Linked DNA regions of Zea mays: region 1 is linked to region 2. A link is a contact called in public Hi-C data. All regions are on one chromosome and are shown on one strand. Each heading gives the region's core, a stretch centred on a gene start, on an enhancer-like site or on the middle of the called end of the contact. The rest is flanking DNA. Distances are from core to core; before and after follow the strand shown. Region 1 holds the start of LOC100272934 (putative protein kinase superfamily protein). Region 2 holds the start of LOC100272550 (arginine/serine-rich splicing factor SCL28 transcript II).

The links. Hi-C and Micro-C count contacts between places; a contact is called where the count stands out from the background.
Region 1: a contact with region 2 is called in a Hi-C map of bundle sheath, with 2.2 times the contacts expected there. The contact joins the promoter of LOC100272934 here to the promoter of LOC100272550 in region 2. A contact is called at or near these places in 5 of 25 Hi-C or Micro-C datasets (bundle sheath, ear, leaf and 2 more).

The regions. Positions count from the first base shown.
Region 1 is chr1:63,500,333-63,506,525 of Zm-B73-REFERENCE-NAM-5.0, forward strand. LOC100272934 (putative protein kinase superfamily protein) reads left to right here and starts at 1,966. Exons shown (of 11, transcript NM_001147386.1): 1 at 1,966-2,518; 2 at 5,168-5,298. The coding sequence starts at 2,006.
Region 2 is chr1:63,176,551-63,182,498 of Zm-B73-REFERENCE-NAM-5.0, forward strand. It overlaps LOC100272550 (arginine/serine-rich splicing factor SCL28 transcript II), which reads left to right and starts at 3,197. Exons shown (of 8, transcript NR_159074.1): 1 at 3,197-3,487; 2 at 4,526-4,603; 3 at 5,730-5,894. It overlaps LOC100280902, which reads right to left and starts at 3,052. Exons shown (of 1, transcript NM_001153822.2): 1 at 1,014-3,052. The coding sequence starts at 2,994. The coding sequence ends at 1,354.

The DNA.
Region 1 (6,193 bases), core at 716-3,215, 320 kb after region 2:
TTTAGCTCTACAATATTACATAACGTTGTGAATGTTGCACAAGATGATAACTACACAAATTTATTGAATAAAACAAGGTAAGTGTTAAAAAGACTAAGTATTCCCGAAAACTTGTTTTGAGAATGTGTGATCCTAAGTCCAAGCATACACCACTCATTAATCAATGATTTTCTATTCCCTTGTCCTATACACATTCATCCTACTCTTTAATGCACCATCTCGCGTTACGTGCTTCTCCACCTTGTACGTAGATTTGTTTTTAATCTATTCCTATCCAATTTTGTCTCTATCCACTTTAGATTTATTTTTACTCTATCTTTATCTATCTACCTTAAAGAGATTATTGTGCACATCCACTCGCCCTTCCACACATAATGCACTCGTCGCCTCCCTTTCGCCTAGTCCTTCTTCCGACCGACCTCCATCGTCGTGCCCTCCTCTCCATCCGACAATGCCGTTGGGGCCACATAATTGCTCTTCATCTACTCACTCGACTACGCCAGGATGTGCCTCACCAGCGACTATAGGGCGATGGCTAAGGGCGGCGAGAGGCAGTTCACTGGCCTCGTCGACGTCTATCGGAAGACGTTCCGGTTCGACGGTGTCGCCGGCGTACATGTGAGTGCTCCCTGTTTTTTCATTGCAATCATGTGACTCGTTACCTTTGGTGGGTGATTCCATTTACAAGTGCGTGTTCAACGTAGGTATAGGCATCTGATGTAGGATGCGTTGTTGTCGCTGCTCCTGCATGCAAAGAAGGACAACAAGGTGGAGTCGAAGCAGAGCAAGGGAAATGTGCAAGCACAAGCTGCTTGATCTCAGGAGCTACTTCGATTGCCTCTTCTACGTCCATGACAAGAAGTGAAGAAACTATCTTAAGGTAAAGGTTATTTGATTGCCTACATGCCTGTGTTTATGTTGCAGCGCAGCTGCTCTTTAACCAATATTGAAAACATAAAATAGTTTTTGGGAACAATGTAATGTTATGCAATCCTAATAAAAGCTAGATTGATTTTACCGTTTGCACACATATTGATTTTAGATTATATGAGTGAGTTTTTTTAAGGTCGATGATAATATATGTTGTCCGTTTGTATTAAATTGTGTACAAACATTTTAGCATGCGTATTATAATAGTTTATAACAAAAACAATAGTTTAGTACATTGAGGTACTCCTAGCTGTGGTTCTCGTGGCCACCTACACGACAGTCTGCCAATTGCCGGCACAGAATATATAACTCCTACAAAATCTCGACAAATTTTAATGAAAACCACGGATGGGATATTTAATTGCATTTTTAATTAACCTTGGGAGAGAACGCGATGTGGCAACAGAAACTGTCAAACACCACGACCAGTGTCATAGCGCAGTATCCCTCTGTACTTGCTGAAACCGTACAACCGGCCGGCGTCTTCATGAAAAAACCTTCAAGACGAAAAGGAGAGGAAAAAGATACGGACCGAGAAGGAGAGCGCAACGGAAAGCAACCCAAGGTCTCTCCTTTTCCGCCACACAGGACTCACGCGCTCTTCAATCGCTCGCTCCGTTTCTACCTCCTCTCGCCTTCCTTCCTTCCTTCGATCCCGCTTTGTTTGTCGTCATCGCCCGCCCCCGAAGCTCCGACCTTTCCCCCACTTTCCCTTGGCGTCTACGGCCTTGTCCGGTGTAGAAAACAACGGGTTTCGTTTGTGTTGTTTTGCTGCGGTTTTTGTCCGCTCCTGGGAGTTCAATCCCTGCTCCATCTCTTAAGAGCACTCCTCCCCTCCCACTCAGTGTGCTTTGCTGTTCACTTTGGATTCCGCGGCTTTGTTTCGGGTTCTTGATTAGGAAGGTTCGGTTCCTGGTTTGGGAAGGTCCCCCTTCCGAGGCGAGGAATTTGGTGCGGGTTGATGCGTCTTGCCAGGAATCCGCGATGCAATGATAGGTTGTTGAAGCCGAGGTGAATCTTTGACCTGCAGAATTTCCTAGCTGAAGTCCCACCGCTTCTCGATCAGCCGGGCGCCATGGGCCTCTGCCTGGGCAAGTCGGCAGCGGTCCAGGAGCCGGCGGTGGCGGAAGACAACAGCGTAGCCGATGGCGCGGCGGCGGGCTGCGGCGATGGGCCGCCCGTGAAGGCGCCTCGGACGCCCAAGCAGCCCAAGTTCTCCTTCTACCTGCCGAGCCCGCTCCAGCCCTCCAGCTACAAGGGCTCGCCGGCCAACTCCAGCGCCGCGTCCACGCCGGCGCGCGGCGGGTTCAAGCGCCCATTCCCGCCGCCGTCGCCTGCCAAGCACATCCGTGCGCTGCTGGCGCGGCGCCACGGCTCGGTCAAGCCTAACGAGGCGTCCATCCCCGAAGGCGGCGAGCTGGACCTGGGGCTGGACAAGAGCTTCGGCTACTCCAGGCACTTCGCGGCCAAGTACGACCTTGGCCGGGAGGTGGGGCGCGGCCACTTTGGCTTCACCTGCGCTGCCAAGTGCAAGAAGGGCGAGCTCAAGGGGGAGGACGTCGCCGTCAAGGTCCTTCCCAAGGCCAAGGTGCGAGCATATCCTCTCTCCCTGCTTAGTTTTGTGCTGGATTGGATCTTCCTGTTTCCATGGCTTCTTGCATTCTTTAATAGATCAGCTCGAGTAATGCTACCCTGCGCATTCTGTCCTAAAATCTGATTCTTTGTAGATTCACATGAGTCCACCTTGTGCTTCTTTGGTTATATACTTTCACTTGATATATGCTTGGGACTTCTTAAAACCTTTTAGGTTCATATTGCAGTACTCGGAGAAAGATAGGGATCATGTAGTGGGTGTATACTGTGGCACCCCACACTAAAATTATCAGACTGTTCGGTGCAAATATGTTGCTACTTGCTTGACTGGGATTAAAATCTCCGGTTGAAGAGTATGAATTTGATTTCTTGAGTTACTGGGGCAGTTCCTGGTTATTAGTTGGGACAGGGACCATGATGTGGCCAGCAAAGCTTGCTTGCTTATTCAAAACCTTTATTCAAAAGTTCTGTAAGTGCCCCCCCCTCTGGTTGGATGTAGAGAACTTGCTCATTAAATTGATGCCATGTGATCATAATGGTATCGTTGGCTATCTGATTCTCCTTTCCCACTTGGTGATGTGATCTTATTTTAAAAACATCATGGTTGTTAGATTTCTGAGTCAAAGGTAGCAAGGTGTACGGTTGCTATGCAAGTCCAGTCTGGTCACGCGCTGATTTTCATCTCTGTTGAAATATTCACATTTGACCCATTGTAGGACCTTTCAGTTCTGTTGCTGGAGCCCCCCTTTTTTTACTAAATACTTCTCTAGAGGTTTGAGGCTCTTAGTCTTATCCTCTATACATACATTATCAATTTCAATTCATCATCATAGTAACCCTGCGCATGCAATTGGCAACTCCAATCAGGTAAGTCGATGGCAATTGGGGCCACTTTAGTGGTATTAATTTTACTAATTGGGGACATTAATGCTGACATAGTGATTATATGGTCATGTTTAATGTGTTACTAGTATTAATTGCTGGACGAAGAGAACACAAAACAAACAGGAGCATTAGTTGCAGTTTATTGGATGTCCAGAATCAAATGGGGTGATATTAGTTAGCGTATTGAAGGCTGGGCTGGTCAACAGTTGACGGATACTATTACTTTTCAATTCATTATGTTATTCATCAAGATCAAAGTAATGTAGGTTTCCTGAATTTAATACAGGGAAGTAAAATCTCCAAATTGATATACATGTAAAGAAAAGGCAAAATCAAGAAGACATAAAGTATAACTACAGTAGTACTATATTTGGGTACTTATGTTTTTGGTGCATTTTTCTCGATCACTAGTTTATAATGGGTATTGCTAGCATGGAGCCGAGCGTCTTATATTCTTATTTTTTGTGGACCTGTTTTTTTATTTGTGTTTTTTTACCAGGATGATTTGCCTTTATTGTTTTCTGATCATATAGTTTTAACCAGGAATGTTGTTGGTTGTTCAACAACAATCATTACTTGTGCTTGGAGGTCACTTGATTTTTCAAAAAAACACTAGGTGCTACGAAGGCGGTATGCCTCCGCCTAGTGCCTAGGCAATGTAGGCATTGCCTCGGCGTTGCTAGGTGTTTGTACTTTCAATGGATGGTTAGAGTAATGCCATGCTAAATGAAGGAAATTTTGCATACCATACCCAAAAAGATGTTATCATGCATCCATGAGTGCTATGCTAACTACAGTTCTTCTTTCTCCATCTCTAATCTGCCCATTTTCACGCATATACCAAGCCCAAAACACTTCTAGTTAGAAAAAAAAGGCTAGACAAAAAACCCAGGTGTCTGTGTGCCTTAGAGTCGTCAGGTTGCTGGCTGCTGTTGCTGGTTTTTCCTAACCGGCTCTCTGTAGTCCAACCTTGTGGGTAGTGTGTGTGTCTGTGTGCCTTAGCCTTTGGCTGGGCGTATGTAATTTCTTTCTTTTCGTCCTCCTTTTATTGAAATGATATGCAGCTCTCCTGCGTATTAAAAAAAACCCAGGTGCTAGGCAAGGTGGTGCACCACCACTTAGCGCCTAGGCAAATCGCCTTTTTAAACAAAGGCTGCTAGTTGTATCTTTTAGTTGTGTATGGATTGTTTCCTTTATGCTTGTTTCTGGCCTCCATAAGGAGGTCCTGTATTCGGGTCCTTTCCGACCCTTTTTTCTTCTTACTTAATAAAATGAGGCGCAGTTCTCCTGCGTTTTTCGAGAAAAAAAACAAAGGCTGCTAGTGTTCCTACCTCTTGGGCAAGATGATAAATACAATAATATAAAACATACTTGCAGACTTTTTGTTTGTACCTAATTGATTTAATATGTTTTATGCATTGGTCTTGTAACTTTCAGGCACAATTTAGATTTTGTGTAAGTAGAGCTTAGAAAGTGTTGATTTTTTTCAACAGTTTCTAACATAAACGTAGACACTCCTATTTTTTACTATCCATTCGTAGTAACTTTTTCTATGCTTGACTCCCTTCTGTGTGAATTTTTCGTGATCATATGATTATATTGATCTTGTTATAGTAGCTGTATAGCATATATTGCTAGTAAAAAGTTGGATTCAGTTCACTGTTTTTATACCTTTTATAAAATTTCCACTTAAAATCCTAAGTAAATGCTTTCATGCTTAGTCTCACGACTCACACCCAATCAAACTACTTTTGGACAGATGACTACTGCTATTGCCATTGAAGATGTCAGACGAGAAGTCAGAATATTGAGTTCTTTGGCAGGCCACATTAACCTAGTGCAATTTTATGATGCTTTTGAGGATGAAGAAAATGTATATGTTGTTATGGAGTAAGTTCACAACTGTTCCATTTATTAGTAGCCATATTGATTTACTGAAAGTTCTAGAGTTCTGTGTAGCATTATGTCAGAGAAATAGAATTGCCATTCTACCTTTTGTTGTTACACATTTTTAGAAAAGGCAAAGGCAATACATGATGTACCAATTCTTGTAGAGATTAGAAAGGTTCCCTTGTTGCTGATCCAATTTTGTCCTTGGCAATTTTTTGACTCTCAAGACACTCCCTCCGTTCCAAATTATAGTACGGTTTGGCTTTTGTAGTTTCATAGCTTTTATTATGTACCTAAATATATGTTATGTCCAGATACATAGTAAAAGCGATAAATCTAGAAATGCCAGAACATCACGACAGATGAAGTATTTTGGTTGGCCATATCTTATCATTCTCTTCCTATTCTTACTTTTTTAAAGAACATTATAATTGTCTAGATATGATTGAGTATTTAGAAGTAATAAGCAAGTAAATCAATTGAGGCATGGAAACACGTGGTACTCAGAAATTGAACGTTACTAAATTCAATAACTTTTCAAAATGCTCCATGTATTTTTGTCAAATCTAGAAAGGAAATAAGCATGGTGGATTTGGTTAACTCAAGTGTTGGAAAAGGCTATTAATATACACATGATAACCCGATTAGATTGCTATCAAAACTTCTAATCCCATGCATGTTTTCTGCAAGTGAAATTAGCATTTTTAGATAAAAAGTTGTCTGTTGGGATATGTGGTCATGCATTTAATTGTTAGTAGAGATCCTTTATTACCCTGGACATGCAAATCTTATATTCCAAGCATATCATCTGTGGAGGAGAACAAAACTTCCCTTTTGGGAAATAACATCTTAATATTGATGGAACCTGGATGATTCATATTTGATTAGTTCCACA
Region 2 (5,948 bases), core at 1,947-4,446:
CATATAATGCTAACTAATTAATCTGCATGGTTGGTGACAGCTAGCCAATCGATCAAAGGCAGATCTCATCTGCACCATCAGATGTACTTGTATCGAATACAATCTGAGCCCCTCACCAGTCACCGCCGATAGGTAGATGATGACAGATAAGGAGCAAGGATCATCACATGCATGGCAAATTGGCAAGTGCAGTGATGGCCAGCAGTCAATAAGTCGAGGCGAGAGAATCCAGTCGTCCATGTTCTTGCTGAAAAGAATGCATGTTAGCTGCCACGGCAGGCCGACGTCGGATCTATTCTGTCTAGAGTACTACTCGCTCCATTCTATAATATAAACTACTTTAAATTTCTTAGAAGGTCAAAGTATCTCAGACTTGATCAGAATTATAGATTTAACCAAAATTTCCAAATCTCCACACGCACGCTTCCACAGTTCCGCGTCACTGTGACCACGAGCTGCTTGCTATTCCCGCTGCCTGGGCTGCCGACCTCACATTCCCCAGTTTCTCACGCAGGGATGACTTGAAGGTTGTTAGTTCAGTATGTATATGAACAATGTGGTATTGTGCTATGCTTAACAATGTGATGTCTGGTGTTTTGTGTGCTATGATAATGAACAATGTATAAGCTATGAACCACTCGGTTGGGCATCCGAGTGGAACAGATTCTGACGTGAGATATATAACAGTTAGGGCTAGTTTGACAACTTCATTTTTCTAAGAGATTCTCATTTTCTCAAAGAAAATGAATTAATTTTCCTTGAGAAAAAGAATAGAAATCCCTTGTAAAAAATGTGGTTGTCAAACTAGTCTTTAATGGTAAAAATATGAACGACAAAAATGCGTTGAGCAGCAAGGCTGTGATATTATTAGGACTAGTTTGGAAGCTCAAATTACCTCCGGGATTGCTCAAATTACCTCCGGGAGAGGTATTGGAAGCCGAAAACCGCCAGAAACCGGTGAGGCAAGTTTTCCATCCCATGAGTACTGGCAGTATGAAATGTCTCTCAAAGCATTACTCAAAGAGCCTTGGACATTATTCTCGAACTGAATGGTACAAGCTGACAACTATTTTGACTCTTCACCAAAAAAAAAATCTACACTGACCTATAGGAGCCACAGCACTTTGATAAGCTCCACCACAACTGCAAAAAATGCTAGAGTAAGAGCCGATTACAAGCCAGCAATAACATTAAAATTGTCTCATCTCCAAAATCTTCTGCTGGAAGGCATTTCAGCACTTGAAGACAGCACCCACAAAAAAAATGCCTTGATGAACGCATGTCTTGGGGGAGCCAAGGAAACATAACATCATTCGCAAGGCAATTGATTGCTACTGGTTGCTGACCAAAATATTATCCAGTTGGTGGGAGTAAAGATACATTGCTTGTGCACGGCTTCTCGGCAAGTACGGTGCAAGCAAATGTGCCTATTTCAAATCCAACCTTGAACATTATATTCAGGACCAGCAACACATCGTCCAATCGCCCAGAGGTGCTCAACGACTCCACCAAGTAATCAAATGTCTGTCTTTGGGGTCTTATGTTGTCCTTCAACATACCTGCCAACCATGCCATGCCCTCATCAGACAGATTGATCTTACAAAAGCCACTGATGATGTGATCGTTTGTCCACACCGGTGGCTCCAAGCCCTTGGTCCGCATCGACTTGATCAGGTCTACTGCAGCATGCACCTGTCCGTTCTCACACATGGCACATATAAGACGACCGAAGGTTGACGATGTTGGCTCCAAACCAGATGATAGCAACCACTCGTACATCCGCATCGCCAAGTCCAACTTCCCAGCTTTGAATAGGCCATTGATCAATGTGTCGTACGTGATCACATCATGCTTGATTCCCTTGATGGACATTTCCTCGAACACCTCAAGTGCGTCGTACACCCTCCCATGAACACAGAATCCTTTGATGAGAATGTTACAGCTAACAGTAGTCTGCTTGAACCCCTTCTCAAGCATTTCATCATATACCTTGCGGGCCTTGTCGAGATCACCAACTCTGCAATAGTAAGTGACAAGGGAGCAGTAGGCATACTCATTGGGGGCGATGCCCCTGCCCACCATCTCATCCCACATCTGCTGTGCAACTCCAATCAGCCGCATTTCGCATAACCCATGGATCACCGTGGTATATGTAACTCCGTCAATGTCATAGCCACGCTGCTTGATCTCTCTGAACACACGCAGGGCCTCTCCACCCATCCTCCGCCTGAAGAGCCCGTGTATGACCCGCTGGTAGATCACCTTGTCCGGGGTGCACCCGGTGGCAATCATGAGGTGCAGCGTGTCGGAGACCTTGCCGAAGTTGCCCTCGGCTGCGAAGGCGCCGATGAGGTCAGCAACTGCGTCGGCGGGCGGAGGGGACCCACGGCGCGCGGCGTCGCGGAGGAGGCCGAGGCCGTCGAGGGGGCGGCCCTCGGCGGCGTAGGCCCGGGCGAGGCAGCCGACGGTAGTGGCATTGCCGGGGAATTCTGGCGAGGAAGAGAAGGCGGAGAAGAAGCGGAAGACGAGGTCTGGGCGGGCCGCGCGGAGTGCGGAACAGGACGCGACATTGAAGGCACGGAGGGAAAGGTGGATGCGGAGGTAAGAGCTGAGGAGCTCGGCGACGTCTGCGGCGAGGTGCGGTGGGAGGCGGAGGAGGAACTTGTCGACCCCGGGCAGCGGAGGGGAGACGTTCACCGGGGCGGTGTCAGGGGCGGGGCCGGGGAGGTGTGGAGACAGAGCGCGTAGGAAGCGGAGCGATGGAGCCACGGCCGGAAGAAGGCAGGAGAGCGTGAGGCGAGCAAAGTCTGGATGGAGGAGGACGGCGCGGGGGACCAAGGAGAGGAGGCGGGGCTCGAGCCGCGGCGTGCGGAGGGCGGCGGCCGCGGCGAGGGCAGCAGCGTTTGAGATCGTGGACGAAGTCGGAGCGCCGGCGGGATCGGATGCCGTGGCGGAGCATAAGTGCCTGGCGAAACGGAGTCGAGGCGGGGGCATGGCGGTGCCGGCCGGGCGGCGGCGGCAGAGCTGACGCAAGAGGCGGGGTAGACTGTTGGAGGCGGTCTGAAGTCTGCGGTGCGCGCAAAGTTTGGTCGTGGGCCGTCGGCAAAAAGGCCCATGGGGCTTTCAATTTAGCGGGTGCTCCCATCTTTCGTTAGGATAAGAGGAACCCTAGTCCCTAGCAACGCCTACAGCGTCACGGAACACCGGCGAACCAAACCTCGGAGAAACCCTAGCAAGGCCGCTTGCCCCTCTCAGGCGCGACACAGCATCGGCGACTAGCGATGACAGGATATCGCAGCCGCAGTCCGAGCCGAAGCTACAGCCCACGGAGGCGGTACAGCCGGAGCCCTCCTAGGCGCAAGCGCTACGACGATCCACGCGACCGCTACCGCTGGGCCGGGGCCGGCGGAGGCGGGGACCGACGTGGTTACGGTCGGCCGTTGGCGCAGTCCGGTCTCCTCATCCGTAATATCTCCCTCACAGCCAGGTGAATTATCGCTGTACCCCATACATGTGGCTGCAGTTCTGTCTCGTATGACCTATGGATAACGGGCGTGGCGCCATCTGGTTTGGTCAATGTCAAGAGCCGTTAATTCTGTGATTTTTTTTGTCTGCTGCATGCAATTATATATTGTCGATTCGATTGTATGCTCAATCCTCTACCCATCTGATCGGCCTCTAATGTGTTATTTGATGGTTGTTAAATGCTATGCACAAAATAAAAGCAAACATTGAAGCTTGTTTTCAGCATTTGATATTTGCACGTAACTGTGTTTTAATTTTTCACATGGTGATTAATTGTTTGGTGGTTTGCACGCTAACAAATGTTTGATTGTAAAATGTGCTGCAACGGGATATTTAACAATTGATGTTTACTGGAAGATGTGTGCATGAATAACTGATGGAACTGCTTATCAGAATTTCTTATGAAAAAAGATAAGTTCATCTGTCATGGCAAACACATTGGGTTTTGAAGACATTCACTAAATGGGTTGATGGTGTGCATCCTTAGTCTTCTCAAAGCAGATTTGTATATCAATGTCATATATCCTTTATAGAGTGGATCGATCATGTTTAAGCCATTGTCTAGTCTTTGACAAACCTAGAGTCGGTCTGGGTTTCTATTCAATGTCTTGGTATGAGAGTTTGCCAATCACTTTAGATCATTATGAAAATATATGACTCGTTTGTTTAGGAAGTTGGTGGTCATGGTTATTTGTACTCAAGGAGCATTGGCTCTTTCACATCAAATAATCCAATCCTCTCATGTCAGATAAAAATTTGGATGTTTCTGCATCTTATTGCCACTGTATGACCCTTACGGTTTGATGGACTTTTTAACCTTGCAAACAGTTCCAGTCTATTTCAACTGCCAATAAAATGTTATAGTAAGTTGCTGCAAAGTAATCATTATGATATACCTATGTTATGTATTATTGTGATGCAGTCTGTTTTTGTGCCCTCGGATGGCTTTACAATGTAGTTAACTGATTTTGTTCTGTTATTGGATTTTCGTTGTCTGCAGGCCAGAAGATATTCGAGCTACATTTGAGCAATTCGGCCCTATCAAGGATGTTTACCTGCCAAGGAATTTCCACACGAGGTAATAATTGCTTTCTAAAGTTTTTTTTTGCCTTATGTCAAACTTCAGTTCAACCTCATGCCAACCCTGCCTTAGACTGCTTTCAACGGTTCCCGCCGACCTCCCCTACCCCTGTAGCCGTTTAGGCCAGGGGGTTCAAATCCCTACAACGGTGCCCCCTTTGAACTCCTCTACACGCTACAGTTTAAGTGGAGGCTACAGGAAACAAACAGATGTGGGGGGTGCGGCAGTGAGCCCCCTGCCCTCGGTTTACGTGTGCGGCAGTGTTTTTTAGTTGGGAAAAAATGATAATAGATGGTGAATAGGTATGAAAAATGATATTTTATGATTATAGTGGGGTATAGGGGAAGGATTTAGGGGGAACCGCTGTACAGGGTGGAGATATAGGGGGAAAGAGAACGCTGACGTGGCACGTGAGTGGGATATAGGGGGAGAAATTTAGGGGGAACCGCTGAACACAGTCTTAAGTAAGTGGTGTTTGGATTATGTGCAAGTCAACAATTTCAACTTTGATTAGATGTTACTTTTTATGAATTGCTTTATATTTCTTGGGTTTGAATATTAAAAAATGATATCGGTAGATTTGTCTTGAAGTAGTCACATAAAAATATACTTAGTATAATTTACAAGCATTGAAATGTGTTTTGGGTATTATGTTGTTGTCCAAACGACACTTATTTATGTCCGGAGGGAGTATGTGCATAGCTGGCAAACAAAGTTTTTTGAACACTGAAAAAGCGCTTAGATGAATTAAGTTGCACACCAATAATAAGGAGACCGATACACTGTTGCTTGAGTGGTCATTCCGGTGTTCATTCCAAGACATTATATTTGTTTCATCCATTTGGACATATGTGATAATGTGATAGAAATGTCAAATGGCCTGGAATTATCTCATTAAAAATTATGGTTCTTTTGGCAATAAAAAGAATCATGTTTAATATGAGGGCAAACTTTTGTTTTATCTATTCCCTGTTTTTGATAAATAGTTTCTAAGTGTATTTACCGGTTCTTTATTAAATTTGGATTGGAATGAACAGCCAGCTGTTGGAACATGGAGTATATTTGTTGAATTACAATGATTTTTTCCCTTCTTAATCCTTGGTTGAATTGGTCAATTTTACAGGGAACTTCGTGGTTTTGGATTTGTCAAATTCCGCTACCCTGAGGATGCTGCAGTTGCCAAGCGTGAGATGCATCATCAAGTCATTGGTGGGCGAGAAATTTCAATAGTTTATGCTGAGGAGAATCGAAAAACGCCACAAGAAATGCGCATGAGAACAAGAACTAGGTTCATTATTTGTTTCTTTATCCTTTGCCATGTGCTCTAGGTTGTCCTTAGCAA